Regions from separate parts of the Pan troglodytes genome. Here all the other regions are linked to region 1. A link is a contact called in public HiChIP or PLAC-seq data. All regions are on one chromosome and are shown on one strand. The core of a region is the stretch at or near the end of the contact, and the rest is flanking DNA. Distances in the headings are between cores, read along the strand shown. Region 1 holds the start of C1RL (complement C1r subcomponent like). Region 2 holds the start of PHB2 (prohibitin 2). Region 3 holds the start of C12H12orf57 (chromosome 12 C12orf57 homolog).

Region 1 (4,923 bases), core at 452-2,951:
GTGCTGAAAACACAGCGGGGCACAGCTCAGCCCTAGCCCACAGGGGCCTGCAGTGACCAGCTATGCACAGAGCCATCAGCTCCTTCTCCAGTCTCACATCACCAGCCATTCCTCCCCTTGCCCTTGACCCTAACTCATGCTGCAGCCACACACACCACCTAGGTGAGACCAAGGTGGGCCCTCATATTCAGAGTGCTGGATTACCCCAAACAGGGACCACATCCAGACCCTGGACTGCCCAGTCACCTGGGGCTGCCGGTGCATCACTGCCTCCCCACCCTCTTGGCTCCCTGTGCTCTTTCTCACCCAGCCTCACTCCAGCACTTTAACCCCTATCCATTTAGGGTGACCACCAGTCCTGGCTTGCCCAGAAATTCTCTCATTTTAAAACTGAAAGCCTCATGTCCTGGGAAACCCGTCGGTCCCATGCAAATCAGAACAGTCGGTCACCCTACCTGTCCTGGAGTTTCCTTCCAAGGCCTTACTCCTCCCTCCTCCAGCTCATCTCCAGGAAAGTCTTCTCAGATGGGCTAGCCTGGGTTTTCCAGTTCCTGCCCCACTTAGCAAACAAGGAAATAATGCTCTGAAGGGAAACGAGGGGTGGACTCCCCAATCCTGATCTGAGTCTTGGCTGGTTTCTTCTTAACACATGGGTCTTGGGATTGGTACCATTGTTCACTCTTTGGCTGCATCTCTGGCTCCCAAGGTGCTCCAGGTGACCCTAAGAGTTCTACGAGAGAGCAGGTTTCAATGGTCTCAGGGGAGGAAAGAAGTCCTAGTCAGAGAGGCCCACTCCTCGAAGATGGGTATGGGAGATCATCCCCAGTTGTGTTTGGGGTTGGGGTGTGGCAGACAGGTAGCCTTGATCTCAAGACTGTACCTGAGACATTGCATCTGTCCTGGCCATCACTCTCTTATCATCTCCTTGTAGCCATAGACTGTGGCTCTCCTAAATCTCTCTAGCCTAGAAAAACCAAAGATGTAGAGCACACCCTGTTTGGGTCTGTAACTTGCCTCCATATTACTATATGCAAAATGGGGGAAGCAATAGATTCTTCTCTGAGAGGTGTGTGTGCGCGCGCACATGCATTTGTGTGTGCATGCAACGTAAGGCCTTCCACACACCTGCCTTCTCTGAGGACAGGACCACCCATCTCCATAAGAGCCTTCTGGCCTCCTACCAAGCTGTGGGTGAGTGTCCTTCCTCGGGGAGCGGTGAGAGCAGGCAGGGGCTCTAGTATCTGCCTAAAGAAGCTTGAGTGACGGCTTGAGTGATGACTGGGACTAGGGACTGAGGGACACCTGGGCTCAACCCCAGCCCTGACCATGCTGGACAAGCAGCCTCCAGAGGTTGTGAATAGGATTCAAAAGACCACCTAAGCGCATGTCCCCCACCCCTGCTTGGTGAGGAGGGAAAGGAAGAGAAAGCTCAAGTTCAAGGATCACAAACTTCAATTCTACAAGAGGGAGGCTCCCAGGGTATGTCGTGAACGGAAAGGTCGGGGAGGAAGAGACATGGCTGATTGAAGGCAGCAGCCATAACTCACAAGGAGCCATCCTACACACATGGCAAAAATTAATGTCAAATAGTACAAAAGGGTCGAGTCAGTGCCCTGCCACCCTGACCTCTGAGGGCCAGCGAGGTTTTTGGACGTTTTTCCCCTAAGCTGCGGCGGGCCCGCTGTTCCTGAGTCAGACGGCAGGTGGCGCTCAGCCCGGAGAATTGGAGAAGGGGACTGTGGAGTTGCTTAACATTTCCAGGAACTTCCTCCTCCCCCACCGGCCTTCACCTTTTGTTCCCTATCCTGGGCCAGTTCTCTCGCAGGTCCCAGATGTCCAGTTCCAGATGCCTGGACCCAGAGTGTGGGGGAAATATCTCTGGAGAAGCCCTCACTCCAAAGGCTGTCCAGGCGCAATGTGAGTGTGGCCCCGGCAGAGGAGGAGGGAAGAGGACGGGAGGGGAAGAGAAAGGGTGTGTGGCCGCAAACCCTCCCTCCCCCCACCCTACCCCCCCCCACACACACATCCCCCACATACACACACACCACACACACACACACACACACACACACACACACACCTCCCCTACATACACACACCAGCACCAGCAGCAGCAGCAGCAGCAGCACAGCAGATATTCCATGGGGAGACTGAAATTTGCCTGTGGCCTCTAGCACCTTCCCAGAGGGTGGTCGGGGGATATTTACGGCAGACCCTCACTCGCCCCACCATTGCTCCCTCGGATCCCAGGGTGGGATGGGATCTGCTGAAGCAGAAAGCACCCCCCTCCTTTGGATGAGACTCTCCTGGGAGATGAGCAAAGGTGATGTCTTCGGAGGATGGAAAACCCACAATCCTAGAGCTCAGGCTGCGCGGGAGGCTGTAGGGATTGGGGTGAGGAAGGGGAGCAAGGGAGGAGACGGGAAGTGCCCGGGCCTCAAGGGTGAGGCCACAGCTTCTAGCCCTGCCTCGCGAGGCCTCTGAGTCCTAGCGCGGCTCCCCCGCTCCTCCCACACCCACAGGCTTCCGGCCATAGCTGCGCGGCCCCACCTTGCCCTCCCCCCAACTCACAGGTGGTGGCTGCTCCTCTGGGGAGTCCTCCAGGCTTGCCCAACCCGGGGCTCCGTCCTCTTGGCCCAAGAGCTACCCCAGCAGCTGACATCCCCCGGGTACCCAGAGCCGTATGGCAAAGGCCAAGAGAGCAGCACGGACATCAAGGCTCCAGAGGGCTTTGCTGTGAGGCTCGTCTTTCAGGACTTCGACCTGGAGCCGTCCCAGGACTGTGCAGGGGACTCTGTCACAGTGAGCTGGGGATGGGGGGGTCCCGCCAGGACTGTGGCCAGGGAGATTCCCGGGGTTGTGGGAAGTGGCGGTGCCCTGAATCCCCCATCTGGAGGAGGGATGAATTTTCCATGTAGGGGCAGTCGGGCTTGGCTTACCGGGGAGCAGTGGTGGACCCCAGGACACAGCCTCCCACCAGCGCCTCCGGGGCTGCCATCTGGGCCCCACAGAGCAAAGAGGGCAGCAAGCAGGCCCTGCGTTTGGAAGACTTACGAATGGACACACAAATCTTGCAAATCTATGGAGCCAGGGGCAGGGACGCACATATTGGTTGTTAAAAATATGTCATCATGTATTTGTTGAGTGCCTGCTCTATCAGGTGAGGAAGCTGGACACAAATAATAACAAAAGATTAAGTCACCGTTCACACTTACCTTGGAAGAGCTATTACAAAACTTCTAACGCCAAAGCCTTATTCAGAATAAGGACATTTTAAAAACAGTACTTGATGGAGTGATGCAAGCTTGCAGTCCCAGCAGTATAGTCAGGAGACTGAGGCTGGAGGATCAGAGGGCTGGAGCCCAGGGTTCAAGGCCAGCCTAAGCAACATGGCAAGACCCCCATCTCAAAAATAAGTAAATAATAAATAAAAATAAAAAGAGCACATTATCTTTTGATTTAAATTTTATTTATATCAAAATGACATAAATTTTTGAACTTTATTTTTTAATTTTAAATTTTTTAATTATTATGGATACATAATAGTTGTAAGACTTTTTGTTTTTTAATTAAAGTTTTCTAAGGCTGGGCGCAGTAGCTCATGTCTGTAGTCCCAGCACTTTGGGAGGCTGAGGCGAAAGAAGCACTTGAGCCCAGGAATTTGAGACCAGCCTGGGCAACATAGCAAGACCCCATCTCTACAAAAAAATTTAAAAATTAGCCAAGTGTGGTGGCACACACCTGTGGTCCCAGCTACAAGGGACGCTGAAGTGAGAGGATCACTTGAGCCTGGAAGGTAGAGGCTGCAGTGAGCTCTGATCATGACACCGTACTCCAGCCTGGGTGACAGAGTGAGACCCTGTCTCCAAAAAAAAAAAAAGTTTTTAAAAAAGGTTTATGAATAACAGCAGTCTCCAAGCTGTTCCTCCCCGCCCCTGAGTGCTGCTCCTCAGGAGCAGTCATTTGCCAATTCATGTAGCTGTTTCATCTGGTCTTTAACATCACATGTATAAATAACATGCTTATTTGTCTTTCATTTTTACGTATTTTCTATTAATGCTCAACTACAGTATAGAAGATAAGGACTAGCTTTATCTGTCTTCAGTCTTCACCACCCACATTTCCCCTCCTCATTCTGCCAGTTTACCTATATTATCATTTTTAAATCTTTATTCATTATTTACATTATTATGACTGTAAAATATTCACATCTGAGCACATAGCATAAAATAATTATATTTCTTTTCTTCTCCAACTTTTGGGTTTCCTAGGAGTCAATAGTTACATGGAGTTTTTTTGTTTTGTTTTGTTTTGTTTTTTGGTGGGGGGTGTTTGTTTTTGTTTTGCTTTTTAGTTTGCTTAGTTGTCTCTGTAACTAATCTCACCAGACTCTTAACCAGGAGTGTAAATCTTCTTCTGAAATACTCAAGCATGAATTTCAGTCTATCGGTCCTCCTTTTAATTGGTGACATCCCTCCTGAAGATCTCTCGATTTATTTTCACAGCCTGAGTTCTTTGCTCTCTAAGCCGTCACACATTCTGGGAGTTCTCTTCTCCCTCTTTCTGGGGATTTCCTTTACCTGTGCTGAACCTGAATCCCATACCTTTCTCTTTTTTGGTTTACTCTCCCATTTTGGAGGAGCACCTTCACCAGTGGCTTCCTTAGAAAGGATATTTTAGAATGAATTTTAGAAGATCTTATATATGTCTAAATGTCTCAGTTCTACCCTCACAGTGGATGGATAGTTGATCTGGGTATAGCATTCTAGATTGGAAACATTTTTCTTCCAGAATTTTGATGATATTGCCTTCTAGGTCTAGACCTTGTTAAGAAGTTTGATGCTCTTATCATTCCTAATCCTTTGTTTTCTCTCTCTAGAACTTTTGGAATATTTTCCTTATTACCAGTATTCTGGACTTTCA
Region 2 (4,613 bases), core at 557-3,056, 140 kb after region 1:
AGAACAAATGACCAAGAACTAAGTCCATGAGACACCCTTAGTTATAGAAGAAAAAAACCTTCTTGAATGAATAATACAGTTTCAACCCATTAGTAGGATATAATCATGTTTTCTATTCTTTTAATAGATTACAGGCGCAGGCCTGTAATCCCAGCTACTCTGGAGGCTGAGGCAGGAGAATCGATTGAACCCGGGAGGCGGAGGCTGCAGTGAGCCAAGATCGTGCCACTGCACTCCAGCCTGGTAGAGACTGAGACTCTATCTCAAAAAAAAAAAAAAAAAAAAAAAGTGTATTTAGAACGAAGATTAAAATCCTGGCCTGACTTCTAAACCAATGCGATTTCTTCTGGGCCTATTCAATTAGTTCTAACGGGTAAGAGAAAGGAGGAGGAAGAACACTGCCCAAGGCTTTAAGATAGAGAACTGCTGGTTCTATTACATGTGGGGAAAGAGATGAATGATAGATAAAAATGCAGATGTAAAAGTTTTAAATAATAACCAGGTCTGGACAGTGTATCATAGGTGGATATTAGAGAGAGGTGACTATGGACACTAATGAATTGAAACACGAAGCCCTTACAAAAAGTGTGGGCGGACTAGGCTACATAACTACCTTTCTCATCTGCCCAGTAACTTGTCTTGGGATGTGGAATGACGCAAGGAATGAAACTTTCCTCTGCTTAGACTACTATACCACAGAATCCTGGTAAACCAATTGGAAGCAAGGAGGTGAGGGCTAGAATATCATTCGAAAAGAGCAAAAGAAAATGAGTACTACCGGCCGGGCACAGTGGCTCACGCCTCTAATCCCAACACTTTGGGAGGCCGAGGCGGGCGGATCACTTGAGGTCAGGAGTTCGAGACCAGCGTGGCCAACATGGTGAAACCCCATCTGAACTAAAAATACAAAAAAATTAGCCGGGCGTGGTGGCACGTGCCTGTAGTCCCAGCTACTCCAGAGGCTGAGTCAGGAGAACTGTTTGAAGCCGGGAGGCAGAGGTTGCAGTGAGCCGAGGTCGCGCAACTGCACTCCAGCCTGGGCGACAGAGCGAGACTCCGTCTCAAAAAAAAAAAAAAAAAAAAGAAAGAAAAATGAGTACTACCATCCCAGGATGTCAAATCAACGCAAAGCCAACCAAGCCACCTTCCTTCAAAAGCATCTTTCACCCCTCTCTGCTTTCTACATCCACTCTGGGCCCCTTACCCTCTTTCCACGGAGTCCCAACCTATCGATTTACTACTTCTCCACTTCCTGTCCCAAACTACCTTGACTGTCTCCAGACTGGCCCCTTCCAGCACCACAATAAGCCTACGGCCTCCGATCTTGTTTCCTGCCCCTAGTCGGGGCCGCTTGGGTGGCAGAGCATCCCAGTCCTGTGCCTGCTCCCCGCCGCTTCGTTCACGAGGCTTGAATCCACCACTGGGCGCGGCCATCTTGCAAAAATACCGGAAGTTGCGCTAACGCTCTTAAATAAGAACAGCGCGGCTTCTAATCACAAATTTCCTTCCGGCTGCCATTTTGAAAGTGGGCTAGGAAATGGAGATGACTTGCTGTCTTGCGCTGCCCTCCCTGGGAGGGCAGCCTTCCAGAAAGGGGCGGGACTTCCGTATGCGCGATTCCTGTGCGCGAAGTTCGGGTCCGTAGTGGGCTAAGGGGGAGGGTTTTAAAGGGAGCGCACTTCCGCTGCCCTTTCTTTCGCCAGCCTTACGGGCCCGAACCCTCGTGTGAAGGGTGCAGTACCTAAGCCGGAGCGGGGTAGAGGTGGGCCGGCACCCCCTTCTGACCTCCGGTGCCGCCGGCCTCGAGATCAGACATGGCCCAGAACTTGAAGGACTTGGCGGGGCGGCTGCCCGCCGGGCCCCGGGGCATGGGCACGGCCCTGAAGCTGTTGCTGGGGGCCGGCGCCGTGGCCTACGGTGTGCGCGAATCTGTGTTCACCGGTGAGCAACCTCCGCCCGCTCGCCGGACGCTTCCAGTCCCTCCCCCAAACCCCTTGCCCTGTCCCCGCGCCCCTCCACGAGCCTAGCATTTCCTCTGAGCAGCGGCCTGGCCTGATCACCACCCATCTCCCCACAGTGGAAGGCGGGCACAGAGCCATCTTCTTCAATCGGATCGGTGGAGTGCAGCAGGACACTATCCTGGCCGAGGGCCTTCACTTCAGGTAATGGCGGGCAGAGCCTGCTGACCCTGACCTTTCACCCTTGACGCCGACCCAGCAGTGGCTATAGTCGGACGTGCAACAGGATTGAACGCTGCTCTTTTCCCACCCTCCTCATCCCTGCCCCTAGGATAGTGGGTGCTGCGCGAACCTCCAGCAGCATACAAACTGTTGTTTTCCAAAGGGACAAGAGAATCTCTCCTTGTCTGTAGTCGTGGAGAGGAGCAGGCCAAAAAACGCGTGGTGAGGGGAAACTGGGCAAGGCTAGTAAAACTGCGGCCTTTTCTTTTTTTTTTTTTTTTTGGAGAGGGAGTCTTGCTCTGTCGCCCAGGCTGGAGTGCAGTGGCGCGATCTCGGCTCACTGCAACCTCCGCCTCCTCATTTCAAGCGATTCTCCTGCCTCAGCCTCACGAGTAGCTGGGATTACAGGCGCCCGCCACCACGCCCGGCTAATTTTTGTATTTTAATAGAGACGGGGTTTCACTATGTAGATCAAGCTGGTCTCGAACTCCTGACCTCAAATGATCCGCCCGCCTCAGCTTCCCAAAGTGCTGGGATTATAGGCGTGAGCCACCGCGCCCGGCCGAAACTGCAGCCTCTTAATACCTATCCCTGTCCTCTCCAGGATCCCTTGGTTCCAGTACCCCATTATCTATGACATTCGGGCCAGACCTCGAAAAATCTCCTCCCCTACAGGCTCCAAAGGTAGGTCTGAGCACTTGGTAATCACATGGCAGGTGGGATGATCAGGGGAGCTGGCAAGAAACCCCAGGGGAATATGGTAGTGTCAGGCCTTTAGGCCTCTTTCCACATCTGCAAGACCTGTAACAAAAATACCTGCCTCCTGCGGTCAAAGCAGCACATTCTGAACACACCGTGTTTGCGTGCTTTTTACTGTCTCCTCCCTGACGTGTATTCAATAAGAGTATTGTTTGTCCCTTGTCTTATTCACTGCCTAGATCAAAGCTTTGTTTTAAAGCCTTTTTTTTTCTAACTGCTTTACTTACTATATCTACAGTTACATCCACTAGTACACTCTGTTCTGGAGAAGTTTGTCCCTACGCTTGACTAGTTCACCTGTTCTCTCCTTCTAGACCATACATAAAAGCCGTGCCTTAGAGTTCCCCAGACCTCTTCCTCCTCCCCACCCACGCACACATATACACCCTGGGTCAGGTCGCTCACCTGTAACCTGTAATGTACTTCTTTGTGCTATACCTAGTGCAGGTCGCTTATTCATTTACTAGACTGGGCCCTGGGAATAAAAGATTCATTAAACAAAATTCTTGTCCCCCAGGTCCTTACAGGAGACATGATTACGGTACAGCACGAAAGCGCCCACGTTAGAGGTTGCACAGAGTACAGAGGGGGAAAGAGTAGTCAGCTCTGCTGGTGACGGGGTTTGCAGTTCAAGGCTTCACAGTGGGTGAGGGTGCATTTCACCTATGCTGCGTCTTGTCTTCCTTGTCAGCCTGATTAACTCTCCTCCCCCCAGGGTAGTGCCAGGCTGTACACCATTGCACAGGGCATACAGGGAGGAACATGAAGGAGAAAATGCTTGGGAAAGGGTGTTTGGCCTTGACCAGCCACTGCTGACCTCAATCTCAGACCTACAGATGGTGAATATCTCCCTGCGAGTGTTGTCTCGACCCAATGCTCAGGAGCTTCCTAGCATGTACCAGCGCCTAGGGCTGGACTACGAGGAACGAGTGTTGCCGTCCATTGTCAACGAGGTGCTCAAGAGTGTGGTGGCCAAGTTCAATGCCTCACAGCTGATCACCCAGCGGGCCCAGGTCTGACTCCCACCACCATCTGCGTGGTGTCAGCCTTTCCTTCCTAGGCCCAGAGTATTGGGAATTAGGAAAGGCAGCTTATTAGAAAAGCATTGTCACCCTAGTGCCATTTCCACCTAAAAGCTGTGCTAATTGCCACTGTGAAATAAGGAGAGCCAGCATTAGAACTCAATAGCACTCGGTGTTAGGAAGCACAGAGGAAAATGGCCAAGTCTTGGCTTTTCCTGCACCTCTTTGAGCAGAGAGGCTTATGTTACAGGTTTGCCTGACAGGAAGCTAAGGCAGTGCATGTTGTATTGAGAGTGAAAGGTTAGGGGTCGCAACCTTCCTTTCAGTTCCCCAGTCCCCTCGAACCACCCCTCCCTTCCCCTCTTCACCCCTGCCCTCAGGTATCCCTGTTGATCCGCCGGGAGCTGACAGAGAGGGCCAAGGACTTCAGCCTCATCCTGGATGATGTGGCCATCACAGAGCTGAGCTTTAGCCGAGAGTACACAGCTGCTGTAGAAGCCAAACAAGTGGGTGAGTCGCAAGAGCCGTGGGGTGAGGGCTTCTGAGATGCAGGAGGAGGAAAGATTCCATGGGTGGGGCTCCTGACCCAGGACAGGGTCTCCCTGACTCTCTCCCACCACAGCCCAGCAGGAGGCCCAGCGGGCCCAATTCT
Region 3 (4,808 bases), core at 1,478-3,977, 170 kb after region 1:
CAGCTTCCCTGCAGCCCCAAAGCGGGAGTACAGCAGGCCCGCCTGCTAGTCCAGGGCCGCCTTCCCTCGGGAGAGGAGGAGCCACCTGGAGCTCCACCTGGAGCTCAAGCTGACAGAGCGGCGGGGTATTGGGTAGGAGAACAGACCAGGAAGTAACCCTGGCTGAGGAAGAGCAACCAATGGGGGAAACCTCTCCGTAGGCGGAAACCAAAGGGCCTAAGGGAAAGCCCTAACAGCCCAGTTCCTCAGAGAAGGAGGTACCCCCTGTGCAGGCCCACCCACCCACCCAGGGCGCTGAGGGACCCAATCCAGCCTCTCAACCTGCCCCGGGGGAAGGGGAGGAGCCTCAGGCAGGGTTAGGCCCTGGGGCAGGGTTAGGCCCAGCCAGGACCATAGGAAGGAGCTGTTCAGGGGGATGGGGCCTGGAAAGGCAGAGGGAATCAGGGAAGGAGAGATGGGGGTTGTCAGGTCCGCAAGAGACTGACACCAAGGCTAAGTCACAGGCGCATTTATTATTGTCTGGAACATCAAGGCCTTTCCTCCCCTGGCAGTGGCACAAGGGAGGGCCAACTCTCAGGAGGCGGCCACGCTGCCACCAGCAGCAGGCCCATGGGGTGGCAGGGTCATGGGCGGCAGGAACAGCGCCTTCAGCTTGCCTGACAGGCTGGCGATCTCAGGATCCTGGGCTTCGTAGGACTTGACCAAGCGAGCAAACTTAAGGACACCTGCAAGAGGGAGTGGAAGGTCAACCCTTCTCCTAAGGACCAGCGTGCCTAAGACACCTGGAGGGGGTGGTAGTTTAAGCATGAACTGCTCCCCCACTGGCTGGGCAGCTGTTTGCCAAACAGGACGCATGCAGGCCTCTGTCCCGTGTGGTCTGGATGATGACATTTGGTCTACACTGGGCACAACTAGATGGGATGCAGTGAATAAAAATGTCCCAAGGCAGTGTGCTTCTTGCTCTCAGGTGAACCATTTTAGCAGTTTAGTCACTGGAACCCCAAGAATGAACACGAGACCCCAGGTCTGTAGCTGGAACTCAGGAAGGCTATGGGGCAGCAGAGCTGAATCAGTCAACACCTTTGGGGAACACCAGGATCTCACCAAAAATTTAACCACCAACCCCCCCAAACAAAAATTAGCTGAAACACCCTGGAGAGACTGCAGCCCCTGCTGTCATGCAGACATGTCACTAAAAGGTGGCACAACAGCATTTAAGTCCAGCTCTGCTACTCGAGAGTCTGCACCATTAGAGTTTGCTTCCTCATCACAAAATGGAATAATAATGTGATTGACAGTACAGGTGGGCCATCCTTAATTAGAAAATCCAAAATCTGAAATTATGAGTGCCAGTGTGAGGCCGAAAATGGAAAATTCCACACCTGACTTCATAGTGGGGGGTGGGGGAGACTGTAGTCAAAACGCAGTCAAAACTTTGTCTCATGCACAAAATTATTCAGACTATTATATAAAATTACCTTCAGGCTATGTGCATAAGGTGCGTGTATATGAAACAAAACAATTTCGTGTTCAGATTTAGGTCCCATCCCCCAAGATATCCATGTATATGTAAATATTCCGAAATCTGAAAAAACCCGAAACACTTCCGGTCCCAACCATTTCGGGTAAGGGATACAGAACCTCTACTGTACAAAATGCAACTCGGACGCACAAGCTCAGGGTAGACCCTGGGCTCTGAGTGCCAAGAATGTTAGTCAGATTGTGGCTGCCGCCGTGTGGCGAGAAAGGGGACAACCGCTCATGGGCCCACAGATCCGGCGCCCTCTCCCGACCCAACTCCCGCCTTCCCGCGTCTGACCCACCTTCCCCGTCGCAGCTGAATCCATAGGCTTTGATAACCTCCTGCTGGATCTGCGTGGCCACGGGCAGCACGAATTGCAGCATCTTACCCATGTCGTTGCAGGCGTTATCCCGAGCCTCGTCCATGCGCACTGCGTTCTCCGGGGCGGAGAACGCCTGGATCACCTCCGCCAGGACCACTGCGCGCCAGAAGCATCCCAGGGAGGCGTCCCGGGTAGGCGTCGGAGAACGGACAGCGGGCCCAGCGGAGAGCGCAAGGAATTAGTGGATTGAGGCTGTAGGTAACCCAATAAGATCCCAAGTCTTGGGGGCAAGCGCCCCACTTAAATGACGGTACCCGGCGTCCCCTACGGTACCCGGCGTCTCCTACCCCATTTTCCCGGCGGACATAGCCAGGTTTGTCGCCCCACATCCTCCGCCCGCATCCTCCCCAGACCAGCAGCCCATGCCTTGACTAGAATGATTCTCACCCTTCGCTTGCTCAGCGCTCAGGGCCGCCGGTTGGGTCGAGGCGGACGCCATAGGGCGTCTGAAACTCTAGGTTCAGCGAATGTAAATGGAAAACTCACGAAAAAAGAGCCGCGTCCTACCACCGTTCCCAAAGCCAGCAGGGGTGGAAAGGAAACAGCATCCGGCGCAGCCGGAAGCCTTCAGGCGTGGCCCAAACCTTCATACCCGAGGTTTACAACAGCATTTAGACCAACAAAACTATCCATCGAGTAGCTAATTTCTGCACAGTGAAAATAATCTATTATTAAAAACAGACTGCATAAGAGGGGCTTTCCAGTAAACAAACCAGAAAGCCTACTAGACAAATTCTAAAAGAGCTGTAACACTGCTGCTCATGTGTTTGGAGAGAAGATGGGATATGCAGGAACTCCACATTTGGTGAGGGTGAGCTTAGGTGACTTTTTTCTTGTTCCCACTACTGTATAAACAACGACGCATGTGGTAACTTTCAGTAGGAAAAATAATATTCTAAGGAACTTACTTAAGTCATTCATTTCTAGAGTTCGCGAACATTTGTTCTCAGCCCATGCAAATGAGTTCGGTGCTGATTGGTTGAGAAAGCAGCCAGTCAGAGCCCCTTCGTTGTTGTTAAGCCCGGAGACCTGGATTCGGCAGTAAAGGCCCAGAGCAAAAGCCGTTGTCGCAGTTTCCTAAAGGCCTTGTCTATTGATGAGCGATGGAGCCTAATGCCCGGCCCGATTTCCCTTCCCTTCCAGGCTTTTATCACCCACTCCCTTCTCAAACTGTAGGTGGTTAAGGATGCCAGGTACTAATCGCCTGGACCTATTAAAACTAGCCCACCCCACCCCCGCTTCATAACCGGCTTTGTTTTTTGTTTTTGAGACGGAGTCTTGCTCTGTCGCCAAGCTGGAGTGCAGCTGGGGGGGATCTTGGCTCACCATAACCTCCACCTCCCGGGTTCAAGCGATTCTCCTGCCTCAACCTCCCAAGTCGCTGGGACGACAGGCGCGCGCCACCATGCCCAGCTAATGTTTTGTTTTTAGTAGAGACAGGGTTTTGCCATGTTGGCCAAGCTGGTCTGGAACTCCTGACCTCGTGATCCGCCCGCCTCGGCCTCCCAAAGTCCTGGGATTACCAGCGTGAGCCGTCGCGCCTGGCCTCACAACCGTTTCTTAAACTATTCCACGGAAAGGTTTCAGGACTCTGAAGCCTTTGTTCCGGAGGACTCTGGTGGCTCCTAGCAGTGAGACCCGTCTGAATAGATTCCCAGACCTGACCATGTCAGAGGTGGGCCTGTCCCAGGCCTCTAGTGTTTGGTTGGTTGGGGTGTCTTTTGTTTGTTTGTTTTGAGATAGGGCCTTGCTCTGTCACCCAGGCTAGAGTGCAGTGGTGTGATCATGACTCACTGTAGCCTCGACCCCCAAGTGATCCTCCCACCTAAGCCTCCTGAGTAGCTGGGACCACAAGTGCACCACAACCCCCAGCTGATTTTGTCTTAAGATGGGGTTTCTCTATGTTGCCCAAGCTGGTTTCCAACTCCTGGGCTCAAGCAATCCACCCGTGTCTTACAGGCATGAGCCACAGAGCCCAGACCGAGGCCTCCACTGGCGCGCAGTGGTCCTGCCCAGCCTTGGGGCAGGAGGGGGCACCAGCACCCATGGTACCGCCTCCAGCTGAGTCAAGGCTCTGGGCTCTTCAGGGATCCCCTCTCCAATTCTTCCCAGCCCCCACACCCCGTTCCTTAAGAAGGTCTGGTCTCTTCCCGCTTCCCTGCCAGGCCCTGGCTGCAGTTCTCTCTAAGCACCGCTGCACTGAGACCCAGCCTCACCCCCATATCCCGCAAAGAACAGTCACAGCCACGTTCCTGGGGAGTTGTGAGGATGTTTTTGTTTGGTTGGTTTTGGTTGGGATGTTTTTTTAAGAGCGTCATATAGATATTTATATATATAAATTATTAATGTGGGGAAGGGGCAAGGGGCATACATTGCAGAGGGGGCGCGCACACAGGGATCGGGGAGGGGCAGGGGTGGCACACGATGCTACGCAAAACAGCCACATCTAACAGATGAAATAATCACACCAACGGGGCAGGGGAGGGGCGGCGGCCACAGGGGTTGGGCATGGGGGAGGAGAAAAGCAGGGGGGACAAGGAAGAGAGACCTGGTCCAAGATTCTGTGCGCTTTCTGTCCCCATCCTCGCCACCTCCCCACCTCTGCACACCACACCGGGCCTTGGCCTTCTGTCTGTCCTTCCCTCCCCCACTCTCTGTCCAGCTGCGGAGGCCCTGCAACTGAGCAGCACCCTCTTGGCTCTGGGTGGCAGGCCAAGGGCGCGGTGGGGGGAGGGGTGGGGGTGCTCCAAGGTCCAATGTAGGAGCCATGGTGCTCTCTTGATCGCAGGTTCTACAGTGGCTTGTCGCTTTCCTTCTTCAGGTGACTAGGGAAGGGGCAGTGCATAGCAGAGAGGTAAGAGACTTGAGACCAACTCTGACCTTGCCCCCTCTTACCGAAGGGGT

What was found. HiChIP or PLAC-seq counts read pairs in DNA pulled down with a chosen protein or histone mark.
Region 2: a contact with region 1 is called in an H3K4me3 HiChIP or PLAC-seq map of stem cell-derived excitatory neurons, with 4 times the contacts expected there. The contact joins the promoter of PHB2 here to the promoter of C1RL in region 1. A contact is called at or near these places in 2 of 7 Hi-C or Micro-C datasets (induced pluripotent stem cells and stem cell-derived neural progenitor cells) and 1 of 1 datasets of contacts at active chromatin or transcription factors (stem cell-derived excitatory neurons).
Region 3: a contact with region 1 is called in an H3K4me3 HiChIP or PLAC-seq map of stem cell-derived excitatory neurons, with 13 times the contacts expected there. The contact joins the promoter of C12H12orf57 here to the promoter of C1RL in region 1. A contact is called at or near these places in 2 of 7 Hi-C or Micro-C datasets (blood and stem cell-derived neural progenitor cells), 1 of 1 datasets of contacts at active chromatin or transcription factors (stem cell-derived excitatory neurons) and 1 of 1 other capture datasets (stem cell-derived neural stem cells).

The regions. Positions count from the first base shown.
Region 1 is chr10:14,290,749-14,295,671 of NHGRI_mPanTro3-v2.0_pri, reverse strand. It overlaps C1RL (complement C1r subcomponent like), which reads left to right and starts at 1,701. Exons shown (of 6, transcript XM_009424736.3): 1 at 1,701-1,917; 2 at 2,574-2,802. The coding sequence starts at 1,847. It overlaps LOC104001442 (a long non-coding RNA gene), which reads right to left and starts at 2,482. Exons shown (of 7, transcript XR_010147960.1): 1 at 2,100-2,482; 2 at 456-730.
Region 2 is chr10:14,152,989-14,157,601 of NHGRI_mPanTro3-v2.0_pri, reverse strand. It overlaps PHB2 (prohibitin 2), which reads left to right and starts at 1,806. Exons shown (of 8, transcript XM_054664046.2): 1 at 1,806-1,941; 2 at 2,078-2,162; 3 at 2,785-2,864; 4 at 3,768-3,952; 5 at 4,342-4,471; 6 at 4,584-4,613. The coding sequence starts at 1,815. It overlaps EMG1 (EMG1 N1-specific pseudouridine methyltransferase), which reads right to left and starts at 1,678. Exons shown (of 6, transcript XM_003313470.7): 1 at 1,267-1,678. The coding sequence starts at 1,434.
Region 3 is chr10:14,124,624-14,129,431 of NHGRI_mPanTro3-v2.0_pri, reverse strand. It overlaps C12H12orf57 (chromosome 12 C12orf57 homolog), which reads right to left and starts at 2,727. Exons shown (of 3, transcript XM_508976.7): 1 at 2,292-2,727; 2 at 1,824-2,000; 3 at 494-725. The coding sequence starts at 2,343. The coding sequence ends at 574. It overlaps LOC112205115 (U7 small nuclear RNA), which reads right to left and starts at 2,659; the gene lies at 2,596-2,659. ATN1 (atrophin 1) reads right to left here. Exons shown (of 9, transcript NM_001034165.1): 9 at 4,696-4,729. The coding sequence ends at 4,696. PTPN6 (protein tyrosine phosphatase non-receptor type 6) reads right to left here and starts at 348. Exons shown (of 16, transcript XM_001163468.6): 1 at 1-348.